Linked DNA regions of Mus musculus: regions 2 and 3 are each linked to region 1. A link is a contact called in public promoter capture Hi-C data. All regions are on one chromosome and are shown on one strand. Each heading gives the region's core, a stretch centred on a gene start, on an enhancer-like site or on the middle of the called end of the contact. The rest is flanking DNA. Distances are from core to core; before and after follow the strand shown.

What was found. Promoter capture Hi-C pulls out the DNA fragments that hold promoters and counts their contacts. Capture Hi-C pulls out chosen DNA fragments and counts their contacts.
Region 2: a contact with region 1 is called in a promoter capture Hi-C map of stem cell-derived epiblast-like cells, with 5 times the contacts expected there. The contact joins the promoter of Zdhhc2 here to the promoter of Slc7a2 in region 1. A contact is called at or near these places in 3 of 39 promoter capture datasets (cranial neural crest, embryonic stem cells and stem cell-derived epiblast-like cells), 3 of 484 Hi-C or Micro-C datasets (embryonic stem cells and nephron progenitors) and 2 of 115 datasets of contacts at active chromatin or transcription factors (both in embryonic stem cells).
Region 3: a promoter capture Hi-C map of liver shows a contact between it and region 1. The contact joins the promoter of Fgl1 here to the promoter of Slc7a2 in region 1. A contact is called at or near these places in 3 of 39 promoter capture datasets (cranial neural crest, liver and maxillary cranial neural crest), 1 of 115 datasets of contacts at active chromatin or transcription factors (bone marrow-derived macrophages) and 1 of 9 other capture datasets (liver).

The regions. Positions count from the first base shown.
Region 1 is chr8:40,859,764-40,864,191 of GRCm38.p6, forward strand. Slc7a2 (solute carrier family 7 (cationic amino acid transporter, y+ system), member 2) reads left to right here and starts at 2,604. Exons shown (of 12, transcript NM_007514.3): 1 at 2,604-2,794.
Region 2 is chr8:40,421,598-40,426,025 of GRCm38.p6, forward strand. It overlaps Zdhhc2 (zinc finger, DHHC domain containing 2), which reads left to right and starts at 2,218. Exons shown (of 13, transcript NM_178395.4): 1 at 2,218-2,572. The coding sequence starts at 2,446.
Region 3 is chr8:41,213,261-41,217,688 of GRCm38.p6, forward strand. It overlaps Fgl1 (fibrinogen-like protein 1), which reads right to left and starts at 1,896. Exons shown (of 8, transcript NM_145594.2): 1 at 1,826-1,896.

The DNA.
Region 1 (4,428 bases), core at 1,354-3,853:
TGAGTTTTATCTGCTGGAACACCTGTGTAGTGCTCATATCTGGATGGACAGGCAAAGACTTATTATGTTACCGAGAAGTAAGTTATCCAGTGTGAGTTGGTTGTTTCTTCCCTGGGACCATCTGAGTAAGGAAGCATGGGATACTAAGGGTTAAACTCCTCAGGTCTGAGTCTTCATGTCAGAGTGGAATTCTCTATAGTAATGTTGTAAGACCCGAAGATAGATAGCATCCAGGGCTTGTTAGGACCAACTTTTCCAGTTCTGTTTGAAGGCAGCAGTGGCCTTGCTGTGATTCCAACCCACCTTGAATCAAAAAAATCAACCATGTTCTGAGGTTAGAATAACTCAGCATGATCTTCCATTGCAGAAGAATAGCCACAAAAACCTCTAATTTAAAAAAAAATCCAGATGAAGTTTTATATAATACAAAATCAGTGAAACATCTTGAGGCTTCAGAAGTAAGTTTGAGGGGACATTTGGTGTTAGTGTCCAAGTGAATCAATTCACTAGATGTCATTAAGGAGTTAGCATAGCAGCCTTATTTATAATAGCCAGAAGCTGGAAAGAACCCAGATGCCCCTCAACAGAGGAATGGATACAGAAAATGTGGTACATCTACACAATGGAGTACTACTCAGCTATTAAAAAGAATGAATTTATGAAATTCCTAGCCAAATGGATGGACCTGGAGGGCATCATCCTGAGTGAGGTAACACATTCACAAAGGAACTCACACAATATGTACTCACTGATAAGTGGATATTAGCCCAAAACCTAGGATACCCAAGATATAAGATACAATTTCCTAAACACATGAATCTCAAGAAAAATGAAGACTGAAGTGTGGACACTATGCCCCTCCTTAGAAGTGGGAACAAAACACCCTTGGAAGGAGTTACAGAGACAAAGTTTGGAGCTGAGATGAAAGGATGGACCATGTAGAGACTGCCTTATCCAGGGATCCACCCCATAATCAGCATCCAAACGCTGACACCATTGCATACACTAGCAAGATTTTATCGAAAGGACCCAGATGTAGCTGTCTCTTGTGAGACTATGCCGGGGCCTAGCAAACACAGAAGTGGATGCCCACAGTCAGCTAATGGATGGATCACAGGGCTCCCAATGGAGGAGGTAGAGAAAGTACCCAAGGAGCTAAAGGGATCTGCAACCCTATAGGTGGATCAACATTATGAACTAACCAGTACCCCGGAGCTCTTGACTCTTGCTGCATATGTATCAAAAGATGGCCTAGTCGGCCATCACTGGAAAGAGAGGCCCATTGGACACACAAACTTTATATGCCCCAGAACAGGGGAACGCCAGGGCCAAAAAGGGGGAGTGGGCGGGTAGGGGAGTGGGGGTGGGTGGGTATGGGGGACTTTTGGTATAGCATTGGAAATGTAAATGAGCTAAATACCTAATAAAAAATGGAAAGAAAAAAAAAAGAACCAAAAAAAAAAAGGAGTTAGCATAGAGAAATCATGATAAAATGTAAGAGGTGAATGCTGATGGTCTTAATTGATTACTACATGTATTCTATCAGTTCCCTCACAGTAGCTATGCTCTATAGACCTGGACTCATCCCGGAGAACAATGGACAACTTCACTGGATACGCAACCTCTGAAGATGGCAACAGATATTGTGTACATGTGCCATTTCTGGAGCAAGCCCCTTGTTATTCAGCAAAATTCCTTAGAAAGTCCTACTTTAAAGAAGAACGATCAGAGGATCTCATTAAACCTAGGTACTGCGTCACATGAATGAGCACTTGGCTAGTCTTACTAGTAGGATTGAATAAAAGGCCCTTTTACCACAATATGAAGCCAGAAAAGATAGCCCTTCCTACCAAGCCACAATAACATACAATGATATTCAATTCTGTGCCAGGGCTCCGATTCATTTTTGTGTTAAAATCAAGAGTTTCACATTGTGACTTTAATCTTATCAGAGACTTCTAAAGCAAATAGCACAGAATGAAAAACCTCGATTGTGTAACTTCTGTTTTTGCTGGCTATGAAATACCAAGTATCCGTTTCTTTAAAAACCCACTTCCAAATAACCATGACTATGACCTGCCTATTCACGAGTCTGGAATCTTCAAGTTTTGATTTCATTACAGAACGTGATACTTTTTAACAAAGCTCATCTATCTGGGCTTCTAGTTTATTATGATCATATACTACTATTTTTATGTTCCCAATTCTCAATGAGAGAGGGAGAGAAAGAGGGAGGGAGGGAGAGAGGGAAGAAGAGGAAAAGAATCCTGCTTAGAAGAAACCTCAGAAATGTCCCCCACCCCACCCCCAGATTGGGTTCTGCCAAGGAAAAGGGGCATTTCCCCTCTGCCAAACCCTGCGTCTCCGACCCACGCCCACCCACCCCAGCGGGCAAGCGTGTAATCCACGTGCGCGCGCGCCCTGATCCTGACCCTGACCTTTCAGAAGCTTGGAGTTAGACACCGCCTTCCTGGAGTCTCTGCGCGCCCGCCCGCCGAGCCGTGACAAACGCTCCAGGCGAGGGTCGCGAGCACGAGGGAGGGGCGGGACGGCCCCCGCCCCTCGCTGCCCCGCCCCACTCCGCCCCGCCCCTCCGCCTCTACTCAGAGGGGTGCCCACGTGCCCAGCCCGCCTTCTGCAAGCTCGGCGGCGGGAGCTTCTGTCTGCGCGGACCTGGAAAGGCTGCTGCTGCTGCTCGTCCAACCTTCGCGAGCTTGGAATCCGCAGAGCGCTGCAGCCTCTCGCTCGCCCGTGCCTGTTCCCGTCCCCGTCGCGCGGCCAGGGCACTGCCCCAGTAAGTTGCGGGTAGAGCGCGGGGGCCCCCCGAAGGGAAGCGAGCGGTGGAGCGCGGGCGTTCAGGCCGCGTCCAGCTGCTTGCAGCTGCCCGGAGGCCTCGCTCCAGCGACTGCTGAGCGGAGCGTCGGGGGCACTGGGGACGGGGACTGCCGCTCAGGACCCTGGGTCTCCGGCCTGCACCCGGGGCTACTACCCTCCTCCTCTTGTCGGTCCCCGGTGCCGCTGGCTGACTCTCACTCGAGGCGTGCAGATCCCGCAACGGCCACGCGGGTCGCAGAACTTGGACATAGGGACTGGGACTCCCCGAGTGTTCCTAGTCACTAGAGTTCTGGGAGACCCTGGGTATCTCTCTCTGGAAGGGTAGCCCGCCTCCACACCCTGCAGGAGGAGTGGTCCCCCAAGTCGTCTTTCACTCCCTTGGGGTTCTTGGTTTAAATTTGGAACAAGACTTGGATCGCCACGAAGCCTTTTCCCATCTTGCTGTGGATTGGGTAAGTCAGGTAAAATGACCTCCCCTGGGGGAGTCTCTATGGGTGTTTTAAAGTAAATAAGTGCAGTACTAAGCACTTGAGTTGTTCTGTGTGCCTTTTAATACCGTTTCACGAAGTCTTCAGCCTTGAGTACCTTAAAACCTTCGTTTCAGATAGTGGATTCGACTAGTCTGCACCGCCTTCAGTTGTCCCATATGTGCAGTGTAAGGTAATCCTATAATTATTTCAAAGAAATAGGTGCTATAAAAGTCATAGATGACTCTCAAACTAAAAACTGCCTAGATGCCAGAAGTAGAGTTAATCCAATACAAACTTTAAACTATGAAAAACTGTCTTCAACGCCATTTAGGTAATGACTTCCTTGGGACTACAGTATTAGATCCATGTGGGTCCGTTCTTCGCTAGAATGGAGCAGACTCTACGACTTGGGCTGTGTAGTTAAGTGTGTCTGCCCTGAAACTTCGTTCTTGCCTGAGGCATGCTTTTGAAATGTGTTTTTCTTTTCTGCCTCCATATTAATATTTGTATTCTTGGTAAAGAGCAATACTTTGTTGTCTCTGGCTAGGAGCTGTACTGTTGGAGAACGTTCTATTTTATTTATATATATACTTTTTGTGCGCTTAGATCTTTCTTTTCTTCTAATCACACCAAAATAGAATAAAGAAATGATACATCCTCTCAAAGGAACATTTTCCCGTTCCTTATACTAAAATGTTGCAGCTTGGCAACCATCCAGGAGCGAATCCCGAGGCAACCTTACATGTTTGCTCCTTTGCTCCTCATGGTCTTCCCCCTGTGAGTGTCATTTACATTAAGGCATCTTAATCTTTGGGGCTGTGTCCTGACTGAAGATCAGATTAGAGCTTCTTGGTATCTGCAGAGATTCAGTTTGCAGAACCCTGACCTTCACCTTGTCAGCCAAGCTCTTTTGATTCCGGTCTCCAGGTTTTCTCACTGGGTTTAGAGTTAAGAGTCAGGAAAGAGGAATGGCAGCTAGAAGGACAGTCTGGGAGCTTTGGACATTTAAAAACTCTGAGGACTTGTGGAGTTTTTCATCCTGCGTTTCCATGTCTCTGGCTCACTTGAACACGTGTCTGCAGTTTTAAAGCTGGTGTTCCTCCACTATAAGCTATGCACCTTT
Region 2 (4,428 bases), core at 968-3,467, 440 kb before region 1:
AGAGTTGAAAATCCTTCACAAATATCGTAAGTGTGAACAATGGGTGTTCTAGTAATAAAGCGTGATGATAAAGTAATAAAAATCTGGCCTATAAAGGTGTTAAACCTGCATACAGCTTATATTGAAAGCTGAGTAGGATGTTTGCTCCTCCTGGCTGACCTCAAGCCCTGAAGGACTATGGAGGATGGTACAGGTGTCAGTGGGTATCTGAAGGGCACAGTGGCACTCCCAGGATTGAGGGTGGGGTCGACCTCCTTTGAGTCTTCAGTAATGTCCATTCATCTTCACCAGCAGCTAGCTCATCTTTACGAGGTATCTTGGTTCTGATATGGGAATCACAAGCTGCCCCCCCCCTTTGGTCTCATTATTTTATGAATTGGAAGTTGGTAGAGGATATTGAATCCACGGTCTCAAACATGCTAAACACGTGGACAGGGGAGCTACCCCCTCGATTCCTTATTCTAATCTGGTTAAGATGTGAAGCTGATTTCTAGGGGAGGAGCTAAGGATAGCAGGGGAAATTCTGTTTTCATTTTAATCTGCCCTAGAGAGTATCCAAACAGAATAAAACATCACAGCAAAATAAAGTGACTCACAGGCTAAGAACATTTCAGTGACTTAAAGTCCATCATGAGTCTGACTACTATTTCCTATGTACTTTTTTTTTCAAATTCTTTTTTATTTTTTATTAGATATTTTCTTCATTTACATTTCAAATGCTATCCCCTTTCTTAGTTTCCCCTCCGAAAATGCCCTATTCCCTCCCCTTGCTCCCCAACCCACTCATTTCCGCTTCCTGGCCCTGGCAATCCCCTATACTGGGGCATAGAACCTTCACAGGACTAAGGGCCTCTCCTCCCATTGATGACCGAATAGGCCATCCTCTGCTATATACGCATGAGTCCCACCTCCTGTTTTCTCTGATTGGTGGTTTAGTCCCAGGGAGCTCTGGGGGTGCCGGTGAGCGAGGTTGTTTCTGCGTTGATGCAGTAGCTGTTTCAGGAACATTGGCTTGATATTTAATCCAGTCTTGGGAAGATAATTGAAAAGCCAGGAGGACATAATTGGAGCTGGGTTTCTATACTTCAGCATTCTTATCACGTTTATCAAGTAATTCTACCCAATCTGGTTGTGTGGAGTAAATATAGTATTCATTAATGATATCTGGTACCTGTTACACATACTAATTGTTTATATAATGGGAGGAGTAATCTCAGAAACACGTTCCTTTCCCATTCACCAACAATTAACTGTGGGATGTTTGTTCTAACTACCATTAGAATCACGTTCCAGTGGTTTTGACAACCGCTTTAAACTCTACTATATGCTAAATTTAGAATCGCTATCACAACCAAAATCACTGTCAGGCTGGATAGGATGGGAAAGAACGCAGAGAAGGAATCGCTTGGCTCTTGGGAGATGGGGACGGTAAACTTTACTCTTAGAATCACAAGACAGTTTAACACAAAAAGAGAGAATCTTCTCTCAGCAAAGATCTGCCAGCCCTAACTCTAGTTACTGTCAATGGATTCACAACGTAAAATTCAACTTGCTCCCTCTGGCTAGGGCCTCTGGCAACCCTCTTCATGGCGATCTGGGCACCTAGGTAGGCGTTCTCATGCCCAAACACCATCATTTCGCTGGTCTGTTCTGGAAACTGACCGCACTTTGGCTACTCTCAGCCAGTTTACTGGCACCCACAAGTTAAAGCGAGAATTTTCCTGACAGATGCAAGGGTGAGGGCCTGGGCGCCTAAGGACTTGGCGCAATCCTCCCTGGGCCTGGCCGGTGAGGAGTGGGATAGCAACTGGCTGGTCCCGGGGGCGGGGCGAAGAGGGGCTGACGCTCGTCCTCCTACAAGCGACACCTTGCAGCTCGTCCCCCTCCGATCCGCGCCCTGGGAGTGGCTTGCGGCTGGGGAGGGTGACCCAAAGCGAGTGTCAATTCTCATCACAGTCCCGCGATCCAGGGCCAAGTGCAGGGGCGGGAGGGCCAAGGTGGGCACCGGGTCGCCACCTCGAGCGCCCCTGCGGTGGCCCAGGGCAAGGGCGCACGGGTAGCCGAGAGTCCGAGGGCGCCGTGGGAGTCCGCGTCCGGATCCCTGCACCCGCCCGAGGGCGCAGCCCGCCGCGCAGTGGGAGGCAGCGAGGCGGGGACCGGGCGGGGACCAGGCGGGGGCGGAGCGGAGCTTCCCGCCGCCTCGTCGCCTTCGTCCTCCTACTCTGAGCCGCCGCCTCAGCCCGGCAGAGCAGCGGGAGTCCGCGGCGCCCGCTCGCTGCCGCGGGATGGGGAGCTAGCGCCACGGCGGCCGCGGTGGCCGCAGCACAGCCAGCCGCCGCCCCCGGGCCTGTCCCGTCGGGTGCTCCGGGAGCCCCGAGCCCGGCCCCGAGCCAGGCCCACGGGCGGCGGCGGCGGCAGAGCTGGGCAGGTGTCTGCGGCTGGAAGATGGCGCCCTCGGGCTCGGGCGGCGTGAGGCGGCGGTGCCGGCGGGTGCTCTACTGGATCCCGGTGGTGTTCATCAGCTTGCTGCTGGGCTGGTCCTACTACGCCTACGCCATCCAGCTGTGCATAGGTGAGTGGGTGCCCGCGTCCCGAACCCCACACGCTGTCCCCTCGCGGTCCCGGGACTACAGCCCCGCTCTGCGATTGCTTCCACTCTGTGCATCCGCTGGGTTCTCCCCACCCCGCCGCGCGCCCTGGGCGCTTCCCAATACCTGCTTGCCTGCCGCCCCAAACCTCTCTCCCCACCACCACCACCCCAAGCGGAGGTCAGCCGGCCTCCTGGAGACCTCCTGCACTCTGTCACTCCCTTGGTCTCCCCTTGCCGCTTTTGGGTTACTGGGTCACCTCCACCCCAGGACGCACGGCCAGGAGTACCCCCTTCTGCCTTTTACTCACCACTGCCACCCCAGCCACACCCTCTCACCGAGCAGGACAGAACAGGGGACCACTGTGGTCACTGAGGCTGGGAAGCTGCCCTGGAGGCCGGAGAAGCTGCCCTGAAGGCTGGGCCAAGAATCAGAGCTGCGCCAGATATGCGATGGGGAAACACTGGCCTTAACCTCGCTCGGATGGCAGAGCCAGCTTCTTTTCTGATGGCCATAGACCCACTTTTTAAAAAATGATAACAGTACTCACGAGCGTTGTAACCGCCTGTGTGGTTTGAGGGTTGATAATTAGCCACTTTCTAATTCAAAAGGAGGCAGGAAGGGCGAGCCACTAGAAAGTATCTTTCGAAGACCTGTGAGAAATATAGAAGACTATAGTTTAGATGCTGGGAAAATAGAGAGCGGGGCAGGAAAACCATCATCTGAAGTGCATAGCATCCAGAGAACCAAGTGCCCCAGTCCAAGATAAAGCTCCTGAATTGGTGGGTGGGGCACTTTCAGCACTGAAGATTTGTTTTTTTAAGGTTGATTATTCATAAGCAGGGAATACAGTTATGAAGCTTAATGTAAACTTTCTGCCTTAGGAGGTTCCGTGAAAGCTGATGTGTGTTATCAGGAAGAAATGTTCACACAGGGGATGACTCTTCTGCCAGGGATACGTGAATATTTTGTCTGATGTTTACCCACTGAACTTACTAACCTTTGCCCTAACCAAGTACTAGCCTAGGGTGGGACAAGGAGGAAATAGGGTCTGTTTCCTTAAAGCTTTGCAACTTGAGTAGTTTCAAAGCTTCGTGCATGAAGTGCAAAACCTTCTCTGAAGCCATCTCAGCTCCAAATGTCGGTCCTATGAGAAATGGTGTCAAGATGATAACACCAAAATAATTTTGACATCACTTTCAAGATAATTGAACCTATCTTCCCATTTCATATAGTTTTAAAATTTGCTATTATTACCTTGTCGACTAGATTCAGAAACAACATTTTAATCCCAATTAGGTGAAAATTCTAATTTTTGATTTAAAGATTTTTAAAAGTGGTCTATACTGACATCTTCCTGACAATGCATAAGAATATGTAATAAGTAGTCATGTACAATGTACAGGAAGAGCGTTAAAGAAAGAAATTAAAGTTTCTGTATTAACAGTTAATCTGTAAATAGGTTGCTTACTGATATATACTGTATATGTTATGTAACTATTGGGAAACTTTGTACTGTTTGATTCCTTCATCTCTGGGAAATAATAACATCATTTGTTGCAAAAGAGGAATGCCCTAGAAGGCCTTCACTGTCAAAATAGCCAGCTTGTTCTTTATTATCACATTAAGCTAAGAAGCTTAGCCTGGCATAATAGCTCATGTCCGTCAAAAGGAAGCATTTGAAGGCACAGAGGGTTCCCTCCATCACAAGTAGCAGATGCTCCATAGGGGGTTTTATTTTACTAAGTAGACAGATGACTAAGGAACTGCATAGAGAATGGTTACTATACCTGAACCATAGTGTGCTGTGTGTGTGTGTGTGTGTGTGTGTGTGTGTGTG
Region 3 (4,428 bases), core at 646-3,145, 350 kb after region 1:
ATGGAAAAAAAATATAGCAAAGGATAAAAATCTCAATTTAATACCCAACACTTTATTTGACGATCTTAAAAGCATTGAATTCTCAACAGCTGTACATCCAGAGAAACATTTTTGTTTTAATGTTCAACATGCTTGGCCGTTAGGGATAGACTAATTAAAACTACTTTGAGGTTTCATCTTATCCCAGTCAGAATGGCCAAGTTAAAGAAGAAGAAAACCAGCGGCTAGCATGGATACGGGGAAAGAGGGACTATTATCCACCACTGGTGGGTAGAGGGAGAATTTTGGTTTTTTTAAAAACCCATTCATGTTATGCAAATATGTTTTTGTTTTAATCCCAGGTGTGGGGTATGGGATGCTTCAGATTGTCCACAGCAGCTAACTATGATTCGTCTTGTGGTCTGGCATGGGTGTGATACTGCCAGCTGAAGATATTTTATGTTTGGAATTCCAGGAACTCTTGCGAGGCTAGAAAAATGCCCTAGCTCCAAGAGGCTGCGGCAGCTACTGGTCTCTGCTGCTGCTGTTTGCCCGTCTTTCTTGTTGGCTGGATGACTGCCTGTTTCTAGTTGTAGATATCCTGATGATGGAAGATTGGTTTTCCTCCAAGGAACTTGATGCCACTACTCATCAGGAAGTAGTCTAAAGAGACCTGTTCTCCTTTCCCCTCTAGCCTTCTTTTTTGCCTACCCGGGATTGGGCGGTTGGAAGGGGTTGGGGTAGAGAAGAGTGGTAGGTAAAAGAACCTAATAAAGTAGCCAAAAAGTATGGTTACAGGTAGGAGTATAACTGGTCCAGCCACTATGTAAAGGTTCCTCAAAGAGCTAGAAGTAGATCTACCATGAGATCCAGCTGAATCACTCTGGATCAGATACCCCAAAGACTATAGTTTGCTGTTACGGTATGAGTACACCACGGTCATTGCTGTTCTATTCATGGTAGCCAGGAAATGGAAGTGGCCCCAATATCCAACTATGATGAATGGATAATGAAAACCTAGTAGTACACTGACAAGAGTCCTACCCACGAGAGTCACATTCTACCACTGAACTGCACCCCCACCTTCTTAAAATGATTTATATCAAATAAGAAAGCCTGTCTGAGAGCAGATATTTGAAGGTAATTTCAATGCATACCTTTATAATAATTTGAAAATATAATGATTTCTAATTCAAAATACCTAAAGCAAAAATACTATAAAAGAAATACAACTAGGCATAGTGAATGATAAGGATCAGGATGATGTTATATAAACTAGATGTACCAAATAAGGATGGTTTACTAACATGAATAATGAAGACTAGATTGTCAGTGCAGCTGTGTCCAATCGGAGAATGTTGTATTGATTTTATAATCTCCATCAGGGATTTCTACCCTGCCTTTGATCATTCATTCAGTTCCCAGATAATATATATTCATAATTATTTATATTTTAAATATATTTTACATTTATAATAAGTCTTAAAAGCACTAGAGCTGGGCAGGTATCTAGCCTCTATGTCTATTTCCCTGCAAACAACCCTGAGATATGTCTTGCCATATTTCACCTTGGCCAGTCTTACCCTACTCTGTTTTTAATTCTGTAGGCTGAAATGGAAAGTTCTACTGTGAATCCCCATCTAACTCATTTGAAATACAAGGAGACTAGAAACTAATTAAATTCTAAATCTCTCCTCCAAGTTGCAAGCAACTCTGCTTTATTGTCAGTCATCTCAATCTCTTTCGAAAGCCAAAGGCTACTTTCTGAGTCCTGGTGTCTGCCATTCGCTGTCATGAAAGAGTCACCATTATTACAGTCCAGTCAGCAGTACAGATAATAACTTACCTCAAGTCAAAATGAATCAGGACTTAGCTAGGCTCAGTCCATCCACACAGAGCCTCCCAGGAACTTCTAACTGAAGTCAGAATTACAAACGGTTTTCCCCATTATTTGATTAGAGGCAGGCAAAGTTGACTCTGGCTCTAATCCAGAAACAACATGAGGAAATCAGTTTTACTGGAAGGAATAAAAAACAAAAAACAAACAAACAAAAAAAACCAAAAAAAACCAAAAAACCAAAAACAAAAAAAAACAACTGGAGGGCAAGCTCCAATACTTTTTTTTTTTGTCTTGTTTTGTTTTGTTTTGTTTTGTTTTTTGAGACAGGGTTTCTCTGTGTAGCCCTGGCTGTCCTGGAACTCACTTTGTAGTCCAGGCTGGCCTCGAACTCAGAAATCTGCCTGCCTCTGCCTCCCAAGTGCTGGGATTAAAGGGGTGTGCCACCACCACTGGCCCCAATACTCTTATATTCTCAATTTCTCCTCCGTGCAGGACATTTTATTGGATTACATATCTTTATGTCAGCCTTTTATAGTTGTGTTCATCCAGAGAATTTTATACTTCATCCTAAAAGTCAAAGCCATCTGAAACTTTGCCTTACAGATAGATAGTAAAGTTAAGAAACTGCCAGCTGCAAAGGAGGAAACTAAAGTATCATTTCAACTAAGACAGGGACAGAGGCTGCGTTTTTCTTAGGTATGAAAACACCACCACCACAAGCTTATAACGGACGCAATGGACCCATCAGTTTACTTGATCCTTTTTTATTATGATTTTTCTTTATTCTTGAGAACTTCAGATATGAAAACATGAAATATGACCATATCCACATCCCATTCTCCTCCAAGTTTCCCCATGTCGTCTTCCCAACTTCACCTTTTTTTTTTTTTTTTTTGATACCACCCTAAATTCCCATCAGGGCAGCACATGTGTGCATGAATCTGGGACTGTCCATTAGTAACAGCGTTCTCTGATATGTAAGATTGTGCCCCTTCCTGTAAGCATTAGCCATGCTCTTACTAGCTGTTCTTTTTGCTTTTAAAGCCTCTGGAGCCGCTTTTATTGTGTAAAAGGTAACTTTTTCAGTTCCACTAATCTTGTGTAACCATCTCAGACTGGAAACCAGGTGATCGCTTCTCGTCGATTTTGATGTAACGCAAGCAGTTGTTTGCCATCTGTTCTGTTGCCCCTATTTCTTAACTCAGATTCCGGTAAAAAGTAGAGTGTTTCCCTTCTGTCCTAGGTGAGTCACTGAGCAGAGAGCTTTGCCTGTATTTGACCTTCCCATTAAACACTTTCTGACGATTGACTTAGAAAATTTGGAAGTTCTTATAGAAAAGTTAGTCCCAATGGCTTAAAAAATTAACAATAATAAGGCAATGACATTTAGGCTGAAGTGATCTACACACACAGGAGGGATGAAGTTATGGCATTTGAAATAGTAGAGAATTCAAACCGCTGATATTAAAAGGAAAGCGTGGAATTTTAAAGCTAATGTGACAATGACCACTGTGGTGAGGTTAGTATTTTGAATGTATCTTTCTTGTATCTTTATTGCTTTCTCCACACTCAAAAAAAAAAAAAAATTGACAAGCTCTACTGTCACAGGCGTCTGCAGAGGACACAATAGTAACTAACAACAAGAACTGCCGCATTCGCTACAAGTTCTACAAGCCAAATAGTAAGAACAGGGTTTCCTTTGCCTTTCGGTGATGCTGAGTTTTAAACCTATGGTGTAGCACATAATGAGAATCTGCTTTACCCATGGGCTATACACCCGCTGCCAAAGCTGTTAGAGCTGCATTGACTCAGCCCCCAACACCCTACTCAGCTATCAGCTGTCTCCTTTTCAGTGGGGAAATGGGCACAGAAGTTTAAGCAACTTGCCCAAGGTCACACAGCTAGCAAGAGATGGAGCCAGAACTCAAAGGCAATCTGGCTCTGAATTTGTGATCCTCACAATGAAAACTAGGTTATGCTGTCAAAGACTTGGTTCAAAAGCACTGTCCTAAAAGAAACTCAGGAAAAGCTAACAAGACAGTAAGAACAAAATGTTTGGTCGATGTGCTGTGGAGGCATGCCCCAAAATGCCATTTGTAGGGATTTGATTTTGGGGTGGGGGTGCAGAATAGTATAGAGGAACGGTCATAAAGATAAGAGGTGGGCTCTCTACTGTGGCATTAGTCACAAGTTGGGCCAGCCAATAGATGGGCATTTCCTCAACTTCGGCCCCATCTGTATCTCTATACATCTTATAGGCAGGACAAATTATGGGTCAAAGGTTTTGTGGGTGAGTTGGTGTCCCCCTCCCTCCATTGGAAGTCTTGCCTGGTTACTAGAGGTAGCCATTTCAGATTCCTTATCTCCAATTTCTAGGAGTTTTTGCTAGGGCCATCCTTATAAGTTCCTGGGAACTCTGGACAAAGATAGGGGAGATGGAGGAAGGAGAGTGGAGGGGGAAGAGAGGGACTGGAAGGAGAAGGGGGAGGGGAAGCTGGGATCGGTATGTAAAATAAATAAATTAATTAATAATAATTTTTAAATGATCAGAATTGTTGAAATAAATTTTATGAAAACCCTAGCAGCAAGTTCGCTACCCGCCCCAATAG